Linked DNA regions of Rattus norvegicus: region 2 is linked to region 1. Evidence: chromatin contacts called from public Hi-C data. All regions are on one chromosome and are shown on one strand. Each heading gives the region's core, a stretch centred on a gene start, on an enhancer-like site or on the middle of the called end of the contact. The rest is flanking DNA. Distances are from core to core; before and after follow the strand shown. Region 1 has its middle 51 kb from the start of Mroh9. Region 2 has its middle 81 kb from the start of Prrx1.

Region 1 (6,214 bases), core at 1,453-3,952:
TTTTCTTTTTTTCAGAGCTGGGGACTAAACCCAGGGCCTTGCGCTTGCTAGGCAAATGCTCTACCACTGAGCCAAATCCCCAACCCTGTCTCCCAAAACATTAAAAGAGAGAAATACCTTTGGGGAAATTCTTTTATATCCTAATCAAATTATCAAGTTTAGACTACAGGTATAATTTTTAGGTAGATTTAAAATCTTTTATGGTATTTTCATTACCATACAGCTTGTAGAAGTGAGCTTTCTCCTCCCACTGGGTGAGTTTCAGGTTCTCGGGCTTGGCTGAGCCATCTCACAGCCCCTTGGGATTTAACTGACAGAGTGAGTCCTATGGGTTCAAATCTTGGCTTCTCTTGTGTGACTTGATGATACCATTTCAGCCTCAGATCTCCATCCTTGGAATGGGAATAGATACATCCTGAAATCCTTTGGACAACAAATGACTTATGAAAAATGCTCAGTGGTTTATAGTCATGTAACACGCGACAGCTATTGTTACTTAAAAGGTCACAGCTCCTTTAGAGTAGAAACCAACCTCATGAATCTTTGTCATCATCATTGTTTTTAGCACAATGCATGTCCTGTATTAGGTATAATAAATCTTCATTCAATAGATGAATAGCTAAGAAGTCATGTTTAATGTTCTTGCCTTTTGCTCTAATTGCCATCATATGAGCTTTTGTTTGATTTAAGAGATTTTTTTTTCCCTCTAAAGGACCAACTGAGTACCACCTTTGACTTCAGAGCATATCTCCAAGACACAAAAGCTGCAATAAACATAAATTGTCTGTCATGGGTGCATAGCTGTTAATGACATATTCTGATGACATCTAAACATTGGACATACTTTTGGTTTGGAACTCAGACGTCCACTCATTTCCCAACACTATTTAGTCTGACAAGTCACATTGAGAAAGTTAGTTATGTCTTTGAACTTAATTTCCTCACTCATAAATAACCACCTGTATCATCGATGTGAAGATTAGACAAGACAGCATTTGTCTAGTGCTCCGTGTGGAACAGGCAAGGCAAATTTGGAAACGGAGTGCATGGAGGCCAGAGCTCAAACTGCTGATATCGCATTTCAAAAAGGATTTTAAGCTCATTGAAGAAAAAAGGCATATCTTATTCAGAACTACTTTGCATATAACTCGGTACCTTGCATAAGGCAGGTCAAAGTGGAGCTGTGTAATCAATACGTGTGTCGCTGAATTGCTTCCAACTGTTAACTCGTATGCTGAGTGAATCGAGAACAGTTCTCCAGGAAAATGTGACTTTAGGTACTAGGAACCACAATTAATTCATAAAAATAAGGCAAGCCAAAGAAACTCCCCCACTTAATATTATTTGTCAAGAAGGAGAGAGAGGGGGGGGAAGGAAGGAAAGAAAAGAAAAGAAAAAGGGGAAAAGAAAAGAAAAGAAAGAATTTTATCTATGTTTCTTTATTTTAATAAGGCTGTCAGCAAATTGAACCATGTGGCCTGGGTTTAAGGCAAGTTATGAAAAGCCCAAATCAAATCAAACTGGCTCCATGAGTAGGTTTGTTCTTGGACCTATGTATTTTGAAGCATATGTCAGGAATGATTTATCCAGCAGTTTAATCATGTGACCAAGATCCTGGTTCTTTCTGTTTTCTGATCTGACAACAGCACCAGCTTTATCTTGCATGTCAGTTACTCTGGCTGTGAGATTTTCAGTCCTATCTAGGAAAAGAATATGTAAGAGAACAGGTCATACCAGGTACTGAGCACAAGTTTTGCCAACATGATTTGCCCATTCCTTCCCCAGAGTTTGTCATCAGTGAGCTGCTATGCATGGGTAGGACAAGACAAGGGGTCCTGGCAAGGGACAGGTATTATGTCTACACTTGGGGACCAATTCCTCACATTTCATTCCTTCTACATAGTGCTGGCAGAGTAGAGTGGAGAGAGCATGACAGGACATAGTCACATGTTCCTCACAATGTAGATATTTTTGACCTTATGTTACCATCGGATCAGTTTGTAGCTGATAAAAAATAGTTTAATGATTAAAAATTATATATATAATATTTATTATATATATTATATATATATCATAATTCAGGAACCTTTCTCTTTTATTCCATCAGCCTGGATTAGCTTAGATGAAGCTATTTACTGCCGTTCTGCACAGATACATGTCATTTCACGTACATCATCACATGAATTATACAATTCATGGGACCATTTTACCATCAACTTACAAAGCTTTCGAAATCGGGAGGTGTCTTTTACTCATCCATCTACCCTCCAAACACGGCCCAGAACCTGGCATTATTACAGGCTTAGAGTTCAACTTTCAAAACATTTAGTTAATGAACAAATCATAGAGCAGGCTTCAAGATGGAAAATTTTAGTTCTTCATTTGTGAAAAAGAAACTTCCTGAATGTAAGTAAATGTATTGTGAAATCTGCTAGCAATGTTCATCACATAACTAAAGAAAGGCACTCTGGATTAAAGTCTAGATAGGATTCTTCCTCACTCTGAAATCCAATGATTTTCTGAGTTTACTGTTCCTGATTCCATTGTATACTTTTTGATGTGGCCCAGATGTCTCTCATGTAGAAGTTAAGACATGCTGGGGTACAAGACAGCCCTTGTTTGGTTCATGAGAACTTGAGACTCCTTTTGTAGAAGCATGAGATCTACAAAGGAAGCATATTTTGTTCCTCTTGCCAACCACGATGACTAGTTCTTGCTGATTGTAACCTGGCATGAACTTAGGATTTTCTGTCTGCTTATGGGTTAGATGCCTAGACAACAAGAAACATAAAGAAGTTTCATGAGCCAATATTGTAAGAGAGACTTCTTATCAGCCTTAGTGATTTTCAAGGAGAATAAATAAAAGGAGAAGTCAATCTGGAGCCTGCTCAATGTTTACCTAGTGTTGAACACCAGGCAGGCCCTCTGGCTAAGGGGTAATGTATACCTGGAAATAAGGTTTCTGCCTACATTAAAGTTTAGAGTTAGGTTACATATTTGTTGAACACATGTATACATACACACAGAGAGAGACACTACAAAGCAGGATTACAAAAAGTAAGGGAGGAATTAGAAAACCGAGTGTCCACAGTGCACCACATGCAGGAATCTCTTCCACGTATCTGTCCAACCCATGGTAGCCTGTTCAATCTGCTCTGCTTCTGGCAATGACACTCCATTCATTCTATCAGAACCAACTTTCTTGAGTATGTGGCCTCCCTAGTTATCCCATGCAACCTCAGTGCTGACTTTTTAATAGCTTAAGAGTCAGTCACTTCTCTTTTGTGATCATTCATATTTATTCCTGTACATTATAGAATAGGCTTTAATTTTTTATCTTATTTTTGATAGTTGTGTTCTGTCATAGAGCCTATTGTGATCATATCCATGCCTAATTATCTTTTCCACCCTTATATCCTTCCCTCTCTACTGTTTACTTCCTTCTTCTCAACCAATCCCCCTTCCAAGTCCCACGTCTTGTCTTTTATTTCGTTTGAAGTTATCCATAAATGCTGTGGATCGGTGGTTGGGAAGACTATGCTACACCCATAAGGCTGACTCATGGAGCTTCTCTCCAACTTGAGGCTCTTACCAGTCTTTACTCCTTTCTTTGATGTTTTCTGGATCTTGAAGGGGTAATATAGAGTGAGAACTAAACAGCCACTTCTTAACCCTTTGATGAATTGTGAGTCTGTATTAACTGTTCTCTGCTAAAGGAAGGTTTCCAGGGCTAGGCAGACAGCACCACTCTTCTATGGGTATACTTCTATTCCAATTTGTTCATTTTTGTTTTATTTTCTTTTATTATTATTCCTTAGATGCCTGTTGTTGTTGTTGTTGTTGTTGTTGTTTTTCCTAACAAGAAAGAATAAATGTATGAATCAGATAGGAGTTGAGGTGAAGAGGAACTGAGATGAGTAGGGAGAGAGGAATCCACAAACAGAATATATTGTATGAAAAAAATCTGCTTTTAATAAAACATGTGAATATATTAGAGGCATTTTAACTACATCCCCATTTAGTAAAATGTCAATAGTACGTTATCCTCTAGAGCCTGTGATCTCTCCAGGAATAGGCTCAGAACCAGGAGTATCTTTCCCATGGACTAGGCCTCCATTCCAGTCAGAAAGTACTTGGTTGACCCCAAAACACTTTTGCCATTATTTCTCCAATGAGAAGCTCTCTCCAGGAAGGTCCCAAGCACACAGGAAGCACACAAGCACCCTGTGTTGTAGCACACACAGTCAACAGTTGAGAAAGACCATTGATAACTATTGTCTCAGTGGCTTGCCTAGTACCTTCTGGCACTATGCAAGCTTGCAGGCAGGAGGATGCTTCCAGTTTAGTAGCTGCTTGTTGTTCTCTGCATCTTGTATCTAAAGTGTATGGCATGTTCAGCAATAAGGTTTTTTCATACAGTTCTGGTTGCCAACCAAGAGCACTGGCAATACCCTGTATCATTCTGGGAGCCTCTAGGGACTCTCTGGCCAGCAATTCATAGAAAAGCATTCTACTCTCGGCACTGGGGTTTTCTGTTAATACTGTTGACTTCTTGGACCAGAACTGTCAACCCATGCAAGGAACCTCTATTCAAAAAACCTCTAGAGGGGCTGGGGACTTAGCTCAGTGGTAGAGCGCTTACCTAGGAAGCGCAAGGCCCTGGGTTCGGTCCCCAGCTCCGAAAAAAAGAACCAAAAAAAAAAACAAAAAACAAAAAAAAAACCTCTAGAAGAAATTATGTATTTTAGTTAGTTTCCATAGTAGTAGGTTTTAATATGGATCTTTTATGCATCCTCAATTTTGGTTGACCCTTCCCATGACTTAGAGCTTTTCCCCATCCCTTGCTACCCATCCTGCTTTAAACCTTCCTGCCCTATTTTGCCAGCTGCTTTCGTATCATATATTCCCATGTTACTCCTCTGATCACGCTGACATGAGCGTCACTGGCACACAATATATATGCCTCTATCTTTCTTCTTTTCAACTATCAAGGTTTTCCATATGATATTTCTAGGTTACTTATACGCGTAAATACATAGAAAAGATCTAGAAACAGATGCAAACTCATTCATTCTGGAAGGTAAGCTATTAAGACCTTTATATTTTATCTCATATTTTTCCTTGTTATTGTTTTAAACAACAATAAAAAATACTTAGGTAGGTATGTAAAATCCGTAAAAAGAGAAAATAATACGTCCTCTTTTGAGACAGGTACAGGGAATTGCTCAGCTGCCTGAAACTCTGTTTGGATTTTGTTGTGCGCTTGGCAGCCTAAGCCTTCTCCCTGCCTGCTCTATTCCACACACTTCCCTCTCTGAGCAAAGCACCAATCGATTTCACACCCCTACCTGCATCAGGGTACACAGACACCTGAGTAGTAGGACAAGTTCCTCTTCCCCTAGTGACAAGCCCACTTGACAGTTTCTATTCAGATAAATCTCCAATGTATCCAAATGTCACAAATGGACAGAAAGATTCAGCCTGAATTGCATTGGGGTAAATGCACAGTAACACAAAACTGTGTCCTCATATATTTTTGTGGAGAATTTCCCATTTACTATATCATGCATATACATAATTAGACATGTATATATTTGAACTATGATACATTATGGGAAGAATGTACAGTAGAAAAATGATATGACCTAACCTATCTATTAAAAGACAATCAGGGCCAGAAGGTGGTTCATCAGGTAAAGGTGCTTGACACCAAACATTGAATTTAATCTCCATCCCATATGGTGGAAGGAGAGAACTGAGTCTCCCAAGAAGTTCTCTCATCTTCAAACCCAGGCCACTGCATACACAGCCTCCCAAACAGGAAATAAGTAATAATTTAGAAAAAAACCAGAGAAATATTCTCACTACCCCTGCTAGGAAGCAAATCCCTTCTCTTGAACCCATAGAAAGGATCCCCAAGCCACGGACAAGTCATGGCCCTCAAGTGCTCACTCGTGAAGCTTGCTGTCAATCGGAACAGCGGATTTCTTTCTAATCTGTGCCACTGCTTCTCTCTAAATAAAGCGTCCCCCTCCAAATCTGTGTGAGCACTTCCTTTTCAGTTCTTTGGATAAGGGAGCCAAGAACGTGGGAACACCTGGCTTAGGTCCCAGGCAACAGCACCACTCTGCAATTGAACCAATGAAAGGCTTCTATGACAGCCAAATTTCTGCTGCTATGAAAAATGTCTAAGACAAACAACTTGAAAGGAAGA
Region 2 (6,214 bases), core at 990-3,489, 95 kb after region 1:
TGCGTTGATAATCTATATTGTTTGGGAAGAACATAAACTGCCCAGGTCAACCATTGGAAAGTAGGTTTCTTGTGTCTGACACTGGGCTTTTGTTAGTCTATGGTTCTATGGTGGGGAGCGTTGTTAACTTAAGTGGCTTTGCTTCCTTTAATGTCTATACTATGAGTGTGTGTGTGTGTGTGTGTGTGTGTGTGTGTGTGTGTGTGTGTGTGTGCGCGCGCGTTGTGTTGTGTATAATTTTAGCTAAATGGAAAATGAATCCTTGATGCCAAATCAAACAACCTTGGTGTTGCTGTTTGTCCCTCCTCCTTCTGTGTGAAACCCCATTTCCCATTATTTCCTCTGCAACTTCTGTATCACTTGTATCCTGCCATTCCCCTCACAGTTCCCCTCCCCCCACACACACAGTCTGTGTCACACATATGGTCCCTTCATACATTCCTAGTTTCTGTGTTTAGTTCATGTTGTATACTCACAACTGAGGATGTGGATCTGGGGACCACAGGTTGGAGAGAGCATGCAGCATTTGTCTTTCTGGGTTACCCCACTCAAAATCATCTTTCCTAGGTCCATCTACCTCCCCTCAAATTTCACGGTTTCATTTTTCTCTACAGCCAAGTAGGATCACATTGCATTTTTGTTCTATACACTCATTATCCACATGGCTGCTGAGGGACAGTTAATTAGTTTCCATTTCCCAGCCTGTATGACTAGGGCAGCTATGAACATTGCTGAGCAGAAATCTGTGGAGTAGGCTGTCTGGTCCTTGGGGCATATGTCAAGGGGCGACATAGCTTGGCAATATGGTAGAGATTTGTTTTCTAGTTTTGGGGACTCTTTATTGATTTCCAGAGTGGCTCCACCAATTTGCATTACCAGCACCAGTGAAGGAGGGTTTCTCTGTCTCCACAACCTGCCATCATTAGTTGTAAGTCATTGTATTAATCATGGCTATCCTTGACTACCCTTGGCTATACTTGACTGAGGTGAGATGAAACCTTGAGGTTGTCTTAATTTGCATTTTTTTAATTGCTAAGGGTGACAAACACTTTGGGGAGGGGTATCTTGTAACTATTTTTATTTCAATTGAGAACTTTCTGTTTAGATTCCCCCAGCCCTGGGTCATTTCTTTCCTTGAGTCTTCATTTTTTGAGTTCCTTGTATATTCTGAATGTTAATCCTTTGTCATTTGTATAACTGGCAAAGATTATCCCCCATTCAGTGGATTTCTTCTTCACTTGATTGATTGTTTTCCTAGCTATACAGAAGCTTTTTAGTTTTACAAGACCCCAGTTATCAATTGTTGGCCTTAAATCCTTGGCAACCGGAGTCCTGTGCAGAAAGCATGTTCCTACATCTCTACCGTGTAATGCTCTATCTATGTTTTCTTCTAGCAGTTTTTAGGTTTCAGGCTTCAAATTAAGGTCTTTGATCCATTTGGGATGATGATGATGATGATGATGATGATGATGATGATGATGATGATGTGTGTGTGTGTGTGTGTGTGTGTGTGTGTGTGTGTAATTGGAGTCTTCTGTGATATACAGTTTCCTAGCAACACTTGAAGATACTGTCTTTTCTCTAGTGTGTTTTTGCATGTGCATTCAAGAACGCACATACATCAAATTTTAAAAGGACACTGCAGATCTAAGCTTTAGAGTAAAAATTACAAACAAGAGCTTGCTAATCTATGCAACACTCGGGTGTACGTGCCCACTCTTCTGCACTTGGCCTTCTTCAACCACAGGCTGCTTTTTCCCTGCAGTGACTCCTTGAAGGAGTTGTGCTTACTGTACATCTTAGCTTAGGAAAATAAATTCTGAAAAAATTTATCAATCCTGAATGAGTGAGTGTGGACACCCAAATCTGCACCTCACTGGCACAGCTGACTCTGGCTCATTTTTCCAAGAGGGAAGGCATACCCTGACCTCAGAGAGTGCATCTCCTCTGATTTGAGGGAAGCAGAGAACAAGCATCCGGGAGATTACTAGTGCTCCAACCTTTTGACTGCCTGGAGAAGCATGAGAAAAAAAATTCCTATTCAATGCTTCTCTGAAGCACTTAAGCTACCTCTGATATGCAGAAAATACTGTTACTGGCATTGCCTGTGTTTGTGAAATTCATACAATGCCTCAGTAAAAGGAGATACAGGAAGAAGAAATCTCTCCTTAGAAGGTTTAGGTTTCGTGCAATTCTTTCCAGATCCACCATGTGGTATTGTTGTGCAATTAAAATAACTGCTTCCCTTAGCAATCTGGCCTCGACCAGCTCTGAGCTAAAGGGAGAGTTTTCTGACCCATAGTTGTTGCTCACCTACCCGCCCCCAAGTGCGTCCTTTTCTGCACCTCAGATTTCTCTAAAAGCTGAGAGAAATAGCTGGTCAAATACATTTGTTTAGAAAAGACAGTAAGCTACATTTTCCTGTGATTCCTGGAAGAGGAAGAATTTCGTATTTGTTGGCTGGCTACTTTCTATCACTGACTACTACACGGGAGAGAAAAGTTGAGTCACAGGTAACCTTCAAGAGACATGATGTCTTGTCTAGAGGACATCACCCAGGCAGTTCTGATGCGTCCCAGCTCTTCCACATGAGGGCCACATAAAAGCACATAAAAAAATCAGGTCTCACGTTGCAACTTCCTACGAAAGAACTATGGTGAGGGAAGCCAACTGCCAGAGAAGGAGCACTCGCAGTGTTGGAATTTGCATTGGAGTTCTGGAATCTTCTATCATACCTCCAGAAAGCTTCAGCCCTTAGATATTTATTTCATTTATGCTTTAAATGTTTGCCTTTGTCACTATCCAAAGGAATTATTAAGCTTTTAATGATTTCTTTTTACTCTTTTACACTTGTGTCTGGACACCCTGTATGACAGTCCTTAGATACTATCTACAATTGAGGCAGCCACTCAAATCAAATATAGAGACGCACATCAGACAAATAGTAATAACCCTGAACATTTTTCTGTTTATGCACTTTCAGAGTACCCTACATTATCTGATTCATGCTCACAATTCTGAAAGATGTGTGTGTGTGTGTGTGTGTGTGTGTGTGTGTGAGAGAGAGAGAGAGAGAGAGAGAGAGAGAGAGAGAGAGAGAGAGAACAAGACAGTGCATAAGTTCCTCCATCTTGTATTCTTACTGAACCCATTTCAGGTTTGACTAGAATTTGATCTTGATGGAGAATCCCATGGGAAATTACCAAACTCTATTCAAGAAACCCAAGGTCAAGATGTCCAGAGTAACTTAGCTTCTGTTATACTGCTTGATTGAATGAAGACCCTCCCCGGAAGCTACCCAGCAAGATGCCAGGAAGTGGTTTCTGCTCTGCACACTGTGCTACCTGAGTGAAGTAGCAGCAGACTGGAATAGAGACTTTCAGTTGTCTATAAAATGTATCTGAATGGTCATCTCTTGTGGGCTCCCGCTAACACATGTATTTGTAACTATGAATCAAGCCAAGTGTTGGTAAGGTTAAATGGTTCTCGTTCTTTTGCAATATGGGGTTTTGATTCTCAATGTTCTCAGTTTCTACTGTATCTCAGTTAGTTGGGCTGAGTGTCAAAATATCACCACCAAATATATGCCCAGTAAATGCAGTTTGGGATGAATGGCAACGGTAGAGTAGGGCACTAAGGGAAGAAATGGCTTCCATGAATCGAGGGAAATTTCCACGATCAGCACGTGGCACTTGCTTTGAACTCTCCTTAGGTAGAATTCATATAGAACAGCTTAGCATGCTGCCAGGAAGTTGATTCCATGGCTTAAAATAAAAGCACCTCTCATCAGCTAATGTTTGTCATGGTGTCTTTCAGTTGAAAATGTGTTTCGCACATGTGAATGCTTAATAAACGCTAGTTGATAATGACAATGAGGACCAATGAACTGAAATCGCCTTTGGCATTGAAGTTGTCTGCTTTCCCATGAGTAGCACATGAAGAAGAATTCTGTGTCCCATTAGCAGCTTTCTGAGCGCTTAAGTCCATGAAAGTAAGTCTTTGAACCCACAGCGATGGGGGTCCCAGGGTTGATAGCACAGGGCCATGCACGCACAGTGTCAATCATTCCAATGAAAACTGAAAAATTCAGTCAATCATCTGGGGGATTTATCCACATGACACCAAACATCTGGATGACTGAATGTTTGCAGTTCTCACTAGAGCAGTGTCATGTAGAATCACACAAGACCAGCAATGTTGCAAGGTCCACTTTCACATAGTGTGCTGCAAAAGGGAACACAAGAACGTATTTCATTTATTACTTCTCTGGGTAGCATGTATAAAAGGAAGTACATGTGAGTAGTCATTCTTTTCACATACAAGAACGAACATTTGCAAAGAACCTACAGCCGAGTGGTAAAAGTCAAGCAGGTTACGATGGACGCCCGAACAAGAGGACAAAGGAATTCATTGCAAAGGTGAGTTCGAAACACTTCGAAAGCGGGGTGGCATTTGATCAAGACACCATACTTCAGTGCACAGCTCTACCAAGTGGCAGTTCTTTGTGTGCTGTAAGGATAGGTGTTCGCAGACGTCCCTCCAACTGCAGACTGGAAGGGGGGAGCAGATGACAGGACAGGTATTGGGAGCCAGACGTCTGCACCCCACTCTTGGAGCCCATGACTTCTAAACTGGAACCTAGCCTTGCAGGTTGTTATAAAGATCGGATAATCGACACGGAGTGATATGGTGTATTTATTTCACGGCTTGTAACCCTGTTTTAGAGCATATTGATACTTAAGTGAGAGTAGATAGGCTTCCATTGGTACTCCTGGTGGGATTCTGTAAATGTTAGGGGGGGTTCTGTATCTGGGGGGATGGGTCAGAAGTGAAGCGGGAGAGACTGCAACAAGGTGCTGCAGAGTCTCATGAGTCTTAGCAGATACATTCCTGAAATAGATACACGAGCTGTTTGATGAAGTTCTTCATCATTTCCCATGTTCCCCAGCTGTTCCTGACCTTAAAGAGATCTTCCTTTCCCAAACTAATTATTCCAATGATAACCCACTGTATGAAATCAGACCCTTATGTGTGGACTTTATCTAGTTACTTCCAGAAAAATGAATATAATATATATATTATATTATATATAAAATATATATATACATATAACAACAAACACCCTTATTACCCAAGCTATGAATGATGGTTTATTTGCCTTCCCGGGCTTTGATCTTCCGCAGATAGAACTCCAGCCCCTCGACTCTAAGCACATAGCCATTTGCTCTGCCACACTGGTCTGGTCTTGAGGCATCACAGGCAAGAAGCTTGCCCTGCTGGAACTGCTGCTCCAGAAGACTGCTGATTTTGGGATTCTCTTTCCTTTTGTCATATTTCTTTTGAATTTTCTTTGACCGTCTTTGATTTAAAATCTCTTCCTCCTCAGGGGTCACCTTGGCCCCCTTCTTGCGCCCCAGGGGCAGCGCATAGTGGGACTCATACCACTGTCAGTACCGTGTGCTGTCAACAAGCACAATGTTGTTCCTCACCAGGGTCTTGGTGCGGACAAGCTCATTATTAGATACATTGTAGACAACATCAATGATCCTTGTTTTTCGAGTACAACACTCAGAGCCTCAGGAAAACTTCCCCATATCCTATCTCAGGGCATGTTACTGCCTCTCGAACTCGGACTGTGTATGCGGCAAGGACCAAGTTTAGTGTTGGCAGCAGGCCGTCTGAGGTCATACTTCCGCTTCTTGTAGTAGGGTTTTCTCTTGTAGTGCTTGGGCGAGTTGTCCTGAGAGATGCCCATCACTCGGTGCTGGCTGGGAAAGAGGAAGCACAAAGCTTCACGGTCCTGTTTCTAAAACACCCCTAACAGCTTTCTAACGATTCATCGCAAAGGGGCTCCTGAAGTAAAGAATTCTTCAGTGTCACCATTGAACTATACTAGCTGCCAGCCTTTCCTAGTGCTCTACCCCTTCAGGATTGACTACACACTTTGCAAAACCTGGTGAAAACTGAAAAATATGGAACCACTTGTTGAAAACTATTCAGAATTTCAAGAAGGTGACAGCTGAGCATTAAAGGAAGCCTGGGGCCCTCTGAGCATGGGTCCATGTGTGGCTGCACAGGACCTGCCTGCCTTGCTCATCCAGACAAGATGCTTTTCCTCCAGGCTTAGTTAGTGAATTTTGGTGCAATTTCCCAAAGCGTAGTCCAGCAGTAAATGATGCTTGGTGGCACACAGATGGACATTTGTTTAGTGTCA

The links. A called contact is a pair of places that touch in the nucleus more often than the background predicts.
Region 2: a contact with region 1 is called in a Hi-C map of the A7r5 cell line, with 2.7 times the contacts expected there. The contact joins two enhancer-like sites. A contact is called at or near these places in 2 of 12 Hi-C or Micro-C datasets (the A7r5 cell line and the Rat2 cell line).

What each region holds. Positions count from the first base shown.
Region 1 is chr13:78,024,114-78,030,327 of GRCr8, forward strand. No RefSeq gene overlaps it. Among named protein-coding and RNA genes, the nearest start is that of Mroh9, 51 kb to the left of the region's middle. Within about 2 kb of position 2,703, at least 4 of the 93 cell types and tissues checked have an H3K27ac peak or open chromatin away from gene starts, as enhancers often do. A contact at or near this core is called in the A7r5 cell line, where this site is marked.
Region 2 is chr13:78,119,717-78,125,930 of GRCr8, forward strand. It overlaps the pseudogene LOC103692020. Among named protein-coding and RNA genes, the nearest start is that of Prrx1, 81 kb to the right of the region's middle. Within about 2 kb of position 2,240, at least 3 of the 93 cell types and tissues checked have an H3K27ac peak or open chromatin away from gene starts, as enhancers often do. A contact at or near this core is called in the A7r5 cell line, where this site is marked.